2 separate regions of the Mus musculus genome follow, and region 1 is linked to region 2. A link is a contact called in public promoter capture Hi-C data. All regions are on one chromosome and are shown on one strand. The core of a region is the stretch at or near the end of the contact, and the rest is flanking DNA. Distances in the headings are between cores, read along the strand shown.

Region 1 (6,922 bases), core at 406-2,905, 300 kb after region 2:
GTCTTTAAAGTAGCTGGTACTACAGTAGGCATGCACAGTGCCTACCCCGTGTCCTTTGACAGACAAACTCTACTTAGTCACAGTCTCTGACTCCCTGTTATCACAAACTGGCTGCTTTGCCTGAATACATGCTTAACATATCCATGCAGGTATCTGAATTTGTCTACTTGGAGATCTCTGGGGAACCTTACTGACAAACTCTCCTTCCAGGAAGTGGCTTTCAGCTCTGTAAACCTTGCCATGTATGGCTAAGGCTTACCTAATTTGTGCCCATTTCATTCTGCCCCAACCTTTCCCCTCCCTCTCTGCCACTCCTTCTCTCTCCCTTCCTTTCCTCCTTTCTATCTTCCAACCCCAACCCTCAATGGGGGGGGGGGGGGAAGCATGGAATCCAGGGCTACACAATCTACTATTAAGCAAAGCTTGTCATCTTCCTGCCCCAATTCAGGTAGCTTCCCTCACTTTTGGGAGGTGAAATAGAAAGGATGCACTTAGAAAAAAAAAATCTTATCTTGTGCATCCTTCCTCTTCCTGCAGAGGCTCAGGGAAGGGAAGGAGGCCAGATGGGAGGGTGACTACATCTGCTCAGGGCTGCTTCTTTTTCTGCCTCCTCTAACTCAACTTCCTGACCCTATGTGGTCTTATGAAACCTCTTGGCCCATGGATATTGGTAAGAACCCGAGGAACTGAGTTCATGTTCTTACCACATAGTAATTCATACATTTATTCTTTTCCTTGTCTTACTCTTTTCCTAATTTGTCCATTTACTTATTCACTCAACAATCAGAGATCCCTGAAGACATACTAGAACTGTATTCTATACGGGCTTAGAAGATAAGTAAACAACCAGACATCACAAAATTTACCCTGTAATATTTGTCTTAAATCACTTACCTTAAGCCTCAGTTTCCCCATAGATTTAATGATGTGGCTAGGAACCATTTTTTTTTTTTCTGTGTTTCCTTCATCCTGTGACTCTGCCAACCAACTTTCTAATCCCTCTACCTGCAAACTACAAACTCTGGTCTGCCAGCAGGTTATGAATTGTAAAGAAATTTCATTATGCTTTTGTCTGCAAAATCCCCCAGTTCTCAGAAACAGGGTTAAAGCCAATGTGTAGAGAAGAATGAACAAAATGCAGAAATGCAGGGAATCCCAGTGCCTCATGGGGTGGGGGTGGGGTGGGAGTGCAGGGTCAGCAGGGACCATCCAGATGCTGGGACACCCCTGTGAAATATCACACCCTCTCTGCCCCGTGCTGTCCTGGATTCAGGTCAAACTGGATTTCAATCTGCATAATTTGTCCCATTTAGAAGGGTTGGGAGAGGGTGAGAACAGGAGGGTGAAGACTGAGGAGGGGGGATAGATACTCCCCCCATCCCAAAGGCAGGCATGAAGTAGTGGCCAGAGGAAACCAGAGTGAACAGGCTGGAGTGAAGGCTGGTAGCTGCTAGAGAGAGGAGGTGGGACCGGGAGGAGCAGCAGGCTTGAAAAGCACAGGGTAATTGTCAGCCCAGCACTGTAGGGGGCAATTTAGTCTACTTACCCAGTGGCAAGAAGTAAAAAAAAAGTGGGCTGTGACTTAAAGATCTTAAGACTCACTAGAGAGGGAGGGGTTAGCCTGGGAGTGGGAGGAGGGAGTGCAGAGTTTAGGAGGAGACAGAGACTCTGGAGGGTGCAAGGAAGTGTCTTTAGCTGAGCTGGGCTGGGCTGGGACGGGAAGGTAGACTGAAGCTGCCTGAACTGCTCATCCCGCTGGGTCTGAGCTCCCAGTGGGGCGGTTCGCATGCCTGGAAGGACTCTAAGCACCCTCAGACCTCTTACTCTGAGGTTCAAGCCAATCCTTCAGGGTGCTTGCTGAGTTGGTGACCCATCTCTGGAACTGGTGTCCCTGGGACTCACTGCCCAGCTTCACTTCATTCAGCACCATGGAAGATGATGGTTACAACTACTATGGGGCTGACAACCAGTCTGAATGCGACTACGCAGACTGGAAGCCCTCTGGAGCGCTCATTCCTGCCATCTACATGTTGGTTTTTCTTCTAGGCACCACAGGCAATGGCCTGGTGCTCTGGACCGTGTTTCGAACCAGCCGCGAAAAGAGACGCTCAGCTGACATCTTCATTGCCAGCCTGGCAGTGGCTGACTTGACCTTTGTGGTGACTTTGCCACTGTGGGCCACTTATACCTACCGGGAGTTTGACTGGCCTTTTGGAACCTTCTCTTGCAAGCTCAGCAGCTACCTCATCTTTGTCAACATGTACGCCAGTGTCTTTTGCCTCACCGGCCTCAGCTTTGACCGATACCTGGCCATTGTCAGGCCGGTGGCCAATGCTCGGCTAAGGCTGCGAGTCAGCGGGGCCGTGGCCACAGCAGTCTTATGGGTGCTGGCTGCCCTTCTAGCTGTGCCTGTCATGGTGTTCCGTTCCACAGACGCCTCGGAAAATGGCACCAAGATCCAGTGCTACATGGACTACTCTATGGTGGCCACTTCAAACTCAGAGTGGGCCTGGGAGGTGGGCCTTGGGGTGTCCTCCACTGCCGTGGGCTTTGTGGTGCCCTTCACCATCATGCTGACATGTTACTTCTTCATTGCCCAAACCATCGCTGGCCATTTCCGAAAGGAGCGCATTGAGGGCCTGCGGAAGAGGCGCCGGCTGCTCAGCATTATCGTGGTGCTTGTAGTGACCTTTGCCCTGTGCTGGATGCCTTACCACCTGGTGAAGACTCTCTACATGCTGGGCAGTTTGCTGCACTGGCCCTGTGACTTTGACATCTTCCTCATGAATGTCTTTCCGTACTGCACCTGCATCAGTTATGTCAACAGCTGCCTCAACCCCTTTCTCTATGCCTTCTTTGACCCCCGATTTCGCCAAGCCTGCACCTCCATGCTCTGCTGTGATCAGAGCGGGTGCAAAGGCACCCCTCACAGCAGTAGTGCTGAGAAGTCAGCCAGTTATTCTTCCGGGCACAGCCAGGGCCCTGGCCCCAACATGGGAAAGGGAGGAGAGCAGATGCATGAGAAATCGATTCCCTATAGTCAAGAAACCCTTGTGGACTAGGGCTGGGACCAGAGGGAAGCCTGGTGCAGCGGGTCTGACCCAAACTTTATCCTCACGCTCTGAGAATCAGGTAGCATGGCTGTACTTTCTCCCGGATTCCTCGCTCCGTTCTCTTGCTCATCTCCGAGTTCTGCCTTGCCCCTCTCAGATGTTTGTGGTTTAGCGGAAAGGGATGGAGCCTTGCAAACAGCTCAGCTGTTCAACATTTCTGAGGTTGAGCTTGCACAAGTCTCTTAACTTCCTTAAACTTCAGTTTCTTTGTTTATAATAAATGAGGGAAGGTTATATGGACCCTAAAATGTTGAAGTATGAGTCCTGATCTAATTTGCTTCATTCTGCCATTTTTTCCCTCAGCTCTCTAGCACCCCTTTTTGCTTTCTCTGCTGGAGAAATTATTTCTGTCAACTACTCACTTGCTAGATCTAACTCTTTCTCTTCTAGTGGGTCCCTTCCCCTCAAACCTTCCTGTCTGTACCCCAGCGCCTTCTTCCCTGCTGGACTCTTAAGGGTTAAGTACCCTGAAACTTGAAGAGTAACTTATCCTTTGAGTTCTTGTCCTGTTTTCTGAGAACCAGCAGGTGGCTGTATGTAGGCAAAGAATTAGTGCTCTAGTCCCCAGCGCCAGGAGCTCTGTATCTTTCAAAAAAGTTGGATCAGTTCATTGTTGGTCCAGGCACCAGGGCTAGATGAATTTTTGAATAGCAATTTCTCTTTGGCAGAATCTCTGTGATGCTTAGTGAATCCTACCAATAACCCAGTATCCTTCCCATCATTTTTTTTTTTTAAAACTGTCTGTGAGAATCTCAAGGCAACAGGACTGAAGAAGCTGTGGATTGTCCTGTCCCTCTGAAGGGGGGAGTTGGGAAGGGACAACAGAGAAAGGATTAGAGGGGAGTCTGTATTTAGTTTGTATGCTGCTTGCCTCCCCTATCCCAATCCTCATCCCTCCACCTCCTACAGAACTGTGAACTGTAGAGCTGATCTTTCTCCTGTCTCCTCCCCCACCCCACCATCTCTATAGGTTTTGGTGCTACTTGGCACCAAGAGTCACTCACTTGGTTAGGTAAGGCTATTTGCTTTTTGTCTATATGGGTGTATATAAAGGTATATCAATGTGCACATGCATGTGTGTGTACACACACACATACACAAGTATCACATAAACTTTATCGATGAAGGACTAGGGTGAACCCCCCACTCACTTTCCCCTGTGCCTCTGTAGGTCTCAGAGTCCACTTGGGGAAGAATGGACCTATGGAGGTAGAATAGATCCATTGTGGATCCACCCCCACTGGATTTGGGGAACTCCGACGGCTGGTCCGTATCTAGGAAAGAAGTCTATGTTTGTGCTAGGATTTCTGTAGGGAGCTGTTTTCTCAGTGGCATCTGGTCCTAAGGCTGGAGAAGTCTGGAGCTGGGCCCCAGTTCCTCTCCCAGTTCCACAGTAGCAAGAAGAGACTTACAGACTATATATAGCAGGGCCCTTCTCCTCTGTCCCTCCCTGCCTCTGACTTTTTTCTCACCCCTCTCACTCTCTTTAGGGGTCTTGAGGAGGCCACTTTCTTGCCACAGGATGATGAAAAAAGGGTGAGCTTTTGTGATCCTCTCCATCAGGACTGAGCCTCCTGGATCCTCTTTCTCCTTTAGGGGGGAGTAAGTTTGGGAAAGAGTGACTGGAGCCTCTGTGGGGATCTCCAGGACAAAATCAATAGTGGGGCCTTTGTGAGCTGGACATGGGTGTGCATATTCCGGGTTTTGTTCTTGGAGGGCTCTGGACACCAAGGACAAGACATATTCCATGGAAACAGGAAGAGCCCAGCTTGATGCGGTTGGACCATCTCTGGCAGAGATCCTGCTCCTGGAGTAGGAAAGGGGGTTGTGGTGGTGGGGGATGGAGAAAGCAGCTCCTCTTAGCTGAGCTCTGCATATCTCAGGCCAGAAACTTTCACACAGCTACTTTCTCCGCCAGGCCATTCTCAAAGCAGCCAGTTCGAGCTGCAGGAGGCTTCTGGGAGACAACAAACTCAACCACAGCATGGGACAGATAGCAGCAGAGGCAGCTTTTCCTCACCCCCACCCCTTCTTCAGGATGCGCTTTTTTTTTTTTAAATGATCTTGTTACTCACTGTGGTTCATCAAATAAAACTGTTTTGTGTAGCTGTCCTGTCCAAAGCGTCCTCATTTGAAAGTACCTTGAGAGAAGTGTAAGAACCCGCAGTTGCAGCTATTTCGGTAGAGGTGAGAGGGTATACTGGAGGGGGGAATCAGTGCGAGCCAAAGAGGGAGAATCTCCTGGAAAGCTGCAAAGGGCTGGAAGGAGATGGAAAAACAGGTACCAGGCAATTGTAAAGTTGGGGCTGGGAATGGACAGACATAGCTAAGCCTCCTGCTCTGGAAACCACAGAACAATGGGCGCACATTATGGAGACTACAGCACACGTATATCTGGGGGAAAATATCATCAGTCACCTACTTCTCTCTATCCATTAACTCATCGATCCCTCCCCACCTCCCTTTATCACTGTCTCCTACTGACTCAACCATTCACCTCTGTTAATTCGATATCACGTGCTGATTGATTGTTTCGTTCACCACCACAGTTTAAGTCAGACATTTGAAGCTCTGTTCTCTAATGAGAGCCACTCTGATAATCTTGAAAATGCCTGTTCGTGATGTCACTCCAGACCTATGGAGTCAGAGTTTCTTAGATCCACCCTAGGTGTTTACAGGTGCTAAAAGCAGCCCAGGTGGTTTCTAGGGGAAGGTCAGCATTATGGATACCTCATCCAGATACAGTGTTCCTGAATCAAAGCAGGCACACAGACAAGACAATTTGGATCAAGAAAACTGGGCTCTGGATGACAATCTATTTGGATGTTCTTCAAAGAAGGCCTCCCTGGGGCTAATAATTTTTCAGGTGACACAAAAACAGTCACCGGAGAGGGGAGGTAGGGGGAGGGGGGACTGATTGTAGCAGGAGCTCATAGTTATCCAGTTTTAAAAGTGTGCTAAAAATTTTCCAGGTATTATCTTGCAACCTTCCTCTGAGAGGGACACTTGTGCCTCACTTTGCTGATAAGAAATCTGAGACACAGAGATTAGCAGTATCTCCTGACCACAGACTACTATGAGAAAGAGCCAGGCCTAGTGTCATGAATCTAACTCCAAAACCCACACTCTTGACCATGGAATGCTGCTGCTTTCCCCAAAGTGCAGATGAGGCTGCACCAGATGGTTGAGAAGGAAAATGTAATCTCATCTGCAAGATGCCAGGCACACATGGAGACCAGGCAGGACAGGAAGTGCCAGGGAAGGATAGGGATGCTTGGGAGAGACAGATGGGGAGAGATAGAGAGACAGAGGCAGGATATGCAAAAGAGATGGTAACAGGCAGAACAAAGAGAGAATATGAGAGAGAGAGAGAGAGACAGAGAGAGAGAGAGAGAGAGAGAATGAATAAGGGAGGAGAGGGACAGAGAGGCCACAGGGAGAGGAAGGCATAAGGAAGTAGGTGCAGGGGTACAATGAGGATAAGGATCTCCTTTTCTTATTAAAAGGGAAAAGCCATCAGGAATTTGTGACTATAACCAGGAACTGGGCTTTTTTTTTTTTCCATATTGATGCTATTAAAAAATTTCCTGAGAAATTCGAGTTAAGTTGCCCAGAATATTATAAAATTATAGAGTACTTAATGGTTTAGTTGTTCACCTTACTTCGTTTACATACCAAGTCCTGGATAGGATCAGGGGGCAGACTGCTGGGGCTCACAGGTCACTGCTGAAGACAGTGCCAGGAAAGATGACAACCAGAGCCTCAGCTTTGAGAGAGGGAAGGCATGTCGTGTTCCAGGAGTCTACCTT
Region 2 (6,300 bases), core at 3,671-6,170:
CTCAAATGTTACATAGACTACGAAACAGGTGGAGTCTGGAAAGTTATTGAATCGGGCACTTATGGAAATTGCCTAACTCCACTAACAGAAAGACACGGAAGATATTTCAAAGGCAGTAGCCAGATAAAAGTATTTTCCCAGTAAATCATGCTGGTTATATGTGTGGTCACGTGGGGCAGAATTGGGAAGGCCAGGTTGCAAGGGTCCATTGTGGGCTCAGTGAGCAGCAGGGCTCAGGAAGGCCAGTGTATGGAGAGAAGGCGGGAGCTACAGGGTAATGCAAAGAGGACGTCGCAGAACAGAATCTGGGGTGTCTCCATTTTTGTCACTTAAGCCCGGGGAGACCTGCTGCTGCTGTTGATCAGGCTACAATGGGAGCAAGAGAGGAGAGGGAATGGTTGCTTTAAACTGCTGAGCAACCCTCAGAGCCCCAGAAGGTCCAGCAGGCCTGGAAGGGCAGCTTTCGGCAATGACCTATGCTACAGCCCCCTTCCTCTGTGTGCGTCCCTGCAGCTTTTGGAACTGAATTCTTCATAGGAGGCTTCCTTCTCTTAGGGACTGATAAAGGCTGCTGAGTCTTTCCCTTAAAGCTATCTGCAGACATCAACTTACACATTACCCTTAAAGACCATTTCCCGAGCTCCTGACTGGGTCCAGCTCCCCTCCCGGAGTACATTCCCCAGTTATACACTCCTACCATGGCCCTTGTTCAGCCTCCCCAAACCTCAGGTGCTCTCCTGAATAGAATCTTTTTTTTTTTTAATTTTTTATTAGGTATTTTCCTCATTTACATTTCCAATGCTATCCCAAAAGTCCCCTCTACCGCCCCCCACTCCCCTACCCACCCACTCCCCCTTTTTGGCCCTGGCGTTACCCTGTACTGGGGCATATAAAGTTTGCAAGTCCAATGGGCCTCTCTTTCCAGTGATGGCCGACTAGGCCATCTTTTGATACATATGCTGCTAGAGTCAAGAGCTCCGGGGTACTGGTTAGTTCATATTGTTGTTCCACCTATAGGGTTGCAGTTCTCTTTAGCTCCTTGGGCACTTTCTCTAGCTCCTCCATTGGGGGCCCTGTGATCCATCTGAATAGAATCTTTAAGATTTATTTATTTGTATTTTTATGTGTGTTGGTTGAGTGTTTTGCCAGCAGGCATGAAGTGTATACACCATATGCATGCAGAGCCTGTGGATGCCAGAAGAGGACGCTGAGTTCCGTGAAACTAGCATCACAGAAAGTTGTGAGCAGCTATGTGGGTGGATGGGAACCCAACCCAGGTCCTCTGCAAAAGCAACAACTACTCTTAATGGTTGAGCCGTCTTTCCACCACCATCCCACCCGCTGTTTGCTGGTCTTTGATTTGCTCTGTGGCCCTGGCCTAGAACTAGACTTGCCTCTGCTTCTTGAGTGCAGTGTGTGTGTGTGTGTGTGTGTGTGTGTGTGTGACAGCACCTGACATTCTCCAATCAGCTATTATATAGGCTTCCTACCTACTTAAGCCTTCCTTCCCAATGTACCCTCCTTTCATTAAACATTAACCATGTCTGTCCCTTTCAAACAAAACCAAAAGAAGAAAACGAAAGAACTCAGTTTTTGTGTTGTTTTTACTGTAAGTATTTAGCTTCACGGAGATCATTTCAAAGTCAACCGAGGGTTCCTTACCAGCATTATTTCCCGCCACTCTCTTCTCATTTATTCAACAGATGTCTAGCTGAAGTTTACTGTATGCCAGGTCTGCCATAGGCAGCAGCAGCCATACAAGCTACCTACAACATGACTGGTTTTGTGCCCAGCCCATGGCGTGGGGAAGGGGAAGAAGGAACGTCTTCATTTTAGATCAGCAGGGGCTTCCTAAGGGATCAGCATAGTCTTTGGGGATGGACTGGCAGCTTCCAAATGAAGGTGAAGCTTGAGATTGCTGTAAGGAGGAAAGAACTGGAAATGAAGAAGTGAATCTGACACCCCTACAAGAAGGAAGAGCAGGTGCTGAGCCCGGAAGGTGTGAAACCAGCTGGCCAGGCTCCGCCCCGAACATCTGCTCTTAGGTGTTCTGCATATGCAAGCGGTGAACAGAACAAAGGCTCCTGATTTCACAGGAGTCGGAAGATGGGAGCATCAGATGGAACTTGGAGTAGCAAGCCTTCCAAACACAGGAGTTCATGGACACTAAAGTCTTACGGGTGGGACTCACAACCTCACTGAAACTTCAGTGCGAATGTCTGTGCTTGTGTCCACAAAGCATCTTCATAGATAGTGGATTAATGTTTCAATGTGGTCATCAAGAGGTGGTGATGCTGTTGAGTTAGAACCTTTCCTGTGGGGTCCCTTGTACTGAGCTAAGGAATTTGACCCTGAGGTCAAGCGTGTAGAAGCAAGTATATATATGCTTGTGTGTGTGTATGTGTGTGCGTGTTTATGTGTGTGTATGTGTGTGTGCGTGTTTATGTGTGTGTGCGTGTGTGTGTATGTGTGTGCATGTATGTGTGTATGTGTGTGTATGTGCATGTGTATGTGTGTGCATGTGTATGGGTGTGTATGTGTGTGTGTTGTACTTCTGGACTGGAACACATACATATTCGAGAGCTCAATTGCTCAGCCACACCCCTTACCCTGCAGCCAGCGAGGCATTTTAAGAAGTAAAACCATCAAAGGCTGACACACGCTTTTTTGCCAGAGAACTTCCCGTGCCTTTCTACTGCCAAGCTTTTGCTTTGCTGTTCCTTCACCTGGCTCACAGGAATGAAAACACCAGCCAGCCAGGCCTGCCTCCAGTCTCTGTGGTCTAGCTGCAAACCTTGTTTACTCTCTGTGTGAGAACGTGTGAGGTTTGAAGCACTCTTTGATGAGCTGCATATTTAATAACTTTTGTTCTGGAAAGTGCCCATCACGTTGCAGTCACTTGGCAATGTCAGCTCCTTTTTTGGTGTGGTGGCTCAGCAGCTCCTTCCTGGCTACCTTTGTGGAACTCTGCACTGTTTCAGGCTCCTTCAGAGCTCTGTGAATCACACTTTTTTTTTTTTTTTTTTGAGACAGGCTTTCATGTAGCCCAGGCTGGCCTCTTGCAAATTGAACACGACCTTGAACTTCTGATCCCCCTTGCCCCTACCTCTCAGACGCGTGCCACTAACCCTGCTTTGTGCTGTACTTCAGATCAAACCTTCAGGCTTAGACATGCTAAGCAAGCATTTTACCAGCCACACCTCCCACTCCCTGCCCCCAACCCCAGGGTTTTCTCTGTGTAACAACCCAGGCTGCCCTGAGACCAGGCTGGCCTCAAACTTGAGAGCTCTGCCTGCCTCTCCCTCCTGAGTGCTGGGATGAAATGCGTGCACCACCAGCTCTGGTCCGTCCTTTTCACTCTTAATGCACCGAGTTAACCCGTACCCGTATTTTCCTGCAGCATAATTACTTCCTTAATCTGTCCAAACAAGTACTGAATAGCGTTCCTGTTTTACAGATGGGGAAATTGAGGCCAGGTGGACTGAATGGTTTACCAAAAGATCAATCATTTAGCGACAGGAAGCACCTGATCACTGAATCTTGCGAAATAATGACAACAGCGGCAACAATGAACATTTATTATGCTCACCAAGTCAAGTGTACCCAGCATTAATTACTACTGCATCCTAATTCTATCTCCTCTTGACAGGCCGGCAAATGCTGTTATCCAAATTTATAGAGAAGGAAACAAGCTTTGAGAGATTAAGTTGCCCAAGGTAACTCGGGCTAGACAGCTTTCAAAATGCAGACTCTTAACTGGAGCATATAAACTCCAAAAGAGTTCCCGACTCTTTTGGAAAAGAATCCTTTTCAACTTCACAGTTCAAGACCCCACCCTAGCCTTTCCAGCATCCAGTTTAACTTCAGCCAAGTTTTTGGTTGTTTTGAACAAAGATGTAGAGAATGCTGTCAAACGTTAGTTCAGGGGGTCAACAGAGAAGCTGGGGGTCGAGAGTGGAAATTTAGGCGCCCCGGGCGCACTGGGTAAGAAAAGTATCTGGGGACCAACAGGCGAGTCACGTGTGCATGAAACTCGACCTAAGGGGTGGGGAAGGACGGGAACCCCCGCCCCCACCTTGGGGCGCTGCTCCCAACGCCTGTAAATACAGCTATCAACTCCGCAGATCGCGTAGTCCATGCCCTGGCTTCCCGGCTTCACCTATCTGTGGCGCCAGGACGGTTCCCAGATCCACTGCTTCTTTCGAGGGCGCAGACGAGGTGAGACCGGCGGTTCCGAGGCCCGCTGGGTCTGGCACGCAGGGAAGACACCCCGCGTGGATGCGATTTGGAATTGGGATCCTGGGTCTCAGGAGATCCGGAGTGTGGAAGCGCCGGGGAGACTCTGTGTTACTCCGGGTGTCAACAGCTGCGGGAGGCAAGTTTGTCGGGGACAGGTGAGCAGCTAGCGCAGCTCAAAGTCACCCAGCCACACTTGCAGGTCCCTGTGAAGCGTCCGTTACCTGAGTCTCTGGGCACATTGTTCCCTCTGTCCGACCCCTTCATTCTCCCCTTCTTCTCTTCCACTCTGTTTAGAACCACGGTTGTCATTATAGGATGGGACCTCGGGGATCCCTGATTCAAAAGCCCCGTTTCACAGATGAGGGGCTGGGCCACCCCCTAGAGAAGGGTCTCTTTCTCTTCGTCTTTCTTGTTTGCTCTTCCCCTGATCATTTCCTCTAGGCTCGCCCGGGTCTTGCTTCGGGTCCCCGGGTCAGATCGCCTCCCTTGTTGGCGGTGGCTACCGCGGCCCTGGAGGGCTCGGGTTTCTTCGTTCCCTCTGGTAAACACACCCGCCCGCCGGCCACCCCATCTGCCTCCTTATAAAGTATGTCCTTATAAAGTCTGCAGGCACCGGACTTCCTGCCGGAGCCCAAGCCCCCTCCCAGGGACAGAGGGGCTGGCGCGTTCCCAGGCGCGCGGCGGAATGAGGGGCGCGCGGAGGCGCCACGGGGCCCGCCCAGGGTCTCCCTCCACGTGGCAGCCGTGGGATTGGCCCAGGAGACAGGACGAGCGCCGCCGGCTGTGTCAGGCGGGAGGAAGTTTTCTACCCGGGCTCTGGAGAGGAGGAGTAGAATGAAAGGCGTAACTAGAATAGAGGGTCTCGGGGTAGCCCCAGACTTCCCTTTCCGCCTCCTGCTCGCTTCTGAGAATCCGATCTGGTGCCTAGAGGCTGGCTAGCTGTGGGCCAGAGGTGGCTACAGAGCACGGTGTGCCCCTTGGTGACTTTGAGAGACTTTGGGAACTTGGGGGGTTGTCTCCTGGAGCGGGATCGGGGCGCCCTGGCTCGGGTAGGCAAGCCCGGCAGCGCGCCAGGAAGTTGCTTCGCTCAGACCAGACCTTTCTGGTTCCTGATAGCGCCCTGCGGGCCAGTGGCGCGTTCGCTCCTGGCACTGCCAGAGCGCGCGGAGCCAGCTCCGCAGCACCGGGCTCTATGGGGCCTCCATGAAGGCTCCATCTCTTTGGCTCCAGGGGTCTCAGGAGCCACCATGATGGAGTACCCTTCCCAAGGGCCGCTAGGAAGCCCTTCTCTGAGCGCTCTGTTTCTCTGCAGAGTCTCGGCCACCATGGCTCCCACGCTGAAGCAGGCGTACCGCAGGCGCTGGTGGATGGCTTGCACCGCTGTGGTGGAGAACCTCTTCTTCTCCGCGGTGCTCCTGGGCTGGGCCTCCCTGCTGATCATGCTCAAGAAGGAAGGCTTCTATTCCAGCCTGTGCCCAGGTATATCTGAGAAGGGTGTGGGGGTGGGAGGTGAAGACCGCGAGGGACGGTAGAAGGAGGAGGCAGGAAGTTGGAAAACAAGGACAGGTGGTCAGGCAGAGACAAAGCGACAAAGCAGGGCTGCCCAAGACCGGAACACTGGGCAGCTAGGAATTGGACAGCCTCACTTCATGATCTCTTCAAACTTCAGGTGCCACTCTGTCAGGATTCTCTGATTCAGTGATGAGTGAAAGCCAAAGTCCCACTAGGCATACATATCCTGAGACTGATTGCCTATGACAACCTTCTGTCTAGAGTAGTCCGTAGACTCTTAGAAGTTCTGCACCTACCTGGATAAGGAATGCTCAAGTTAAACAGGTCTTTTGTGTGTGTGTGCTAGCAAGCATTGAACTACATCACCAATACACAGAGAGTTCTTAATGAGATCAAACAGAAGTACACAAACTGGAGAATGGACGTGAAGGACCTATACTCTTGGTCTTTTCAGGACCTTGGAGTTCCCAGGTCTACAAATCATCCCTTTTGTACAAAGTTAAAAGCCTTATTTCCTCTAGAATGGATATTTGTGGAGCGTTTGTTTCT

What was found. Promoter capture Hi-C pulls out the DNA fragments that hold promoters and counts their contacts.
Region 1: a promoter capture Hi-C map of pre-B cells shows a contact between it and region 2, with 3 times the contacts expected there. The contact joins the promoter of Aplnr here to the promoter of D930003E18Rik in region 2. A contact is called at or near these places in 5 of 39 promoter capture datasets (cranial neural crest, embryonic stem cells, liver and 2 more), 1 of 484 Hi-C or Micro-C datasets (cortical neurons) and 1 of 9 other capture datasets (liver).

Annotation. Positions count from the first base shown.
Region 1 is chr2:85,134,705-85,141,626 of GRCm38.p6, forward strand. Aplnr (apelin receptor) reads left to right here and starts at 1,656. Exons shown (of 1, transcript NM_011784.3): 1 at 1,656-5,219. The coding sequence starts at 1,929. The coding sequence ends at 3,062.
Region 2 is chr2:84,835,288-84,841,587 of GRCm38.p6, forward strand. D930003E18Rik (RIKEN cDNA D930003E18 gene) reads right to left here and starts at 4,921. Exons shown (of 2, transcript NR_165656.1): 1 at 4,461-4,921; 2 at 3,563-4,366. Slc43a1 (solute carrier family 43, member 1) reads left to right here and starts at 5,339. Exons shown (of 14, transcript NM_001083809.1): 1 at 5,339-5,718. The coding sequence starts at 5,487.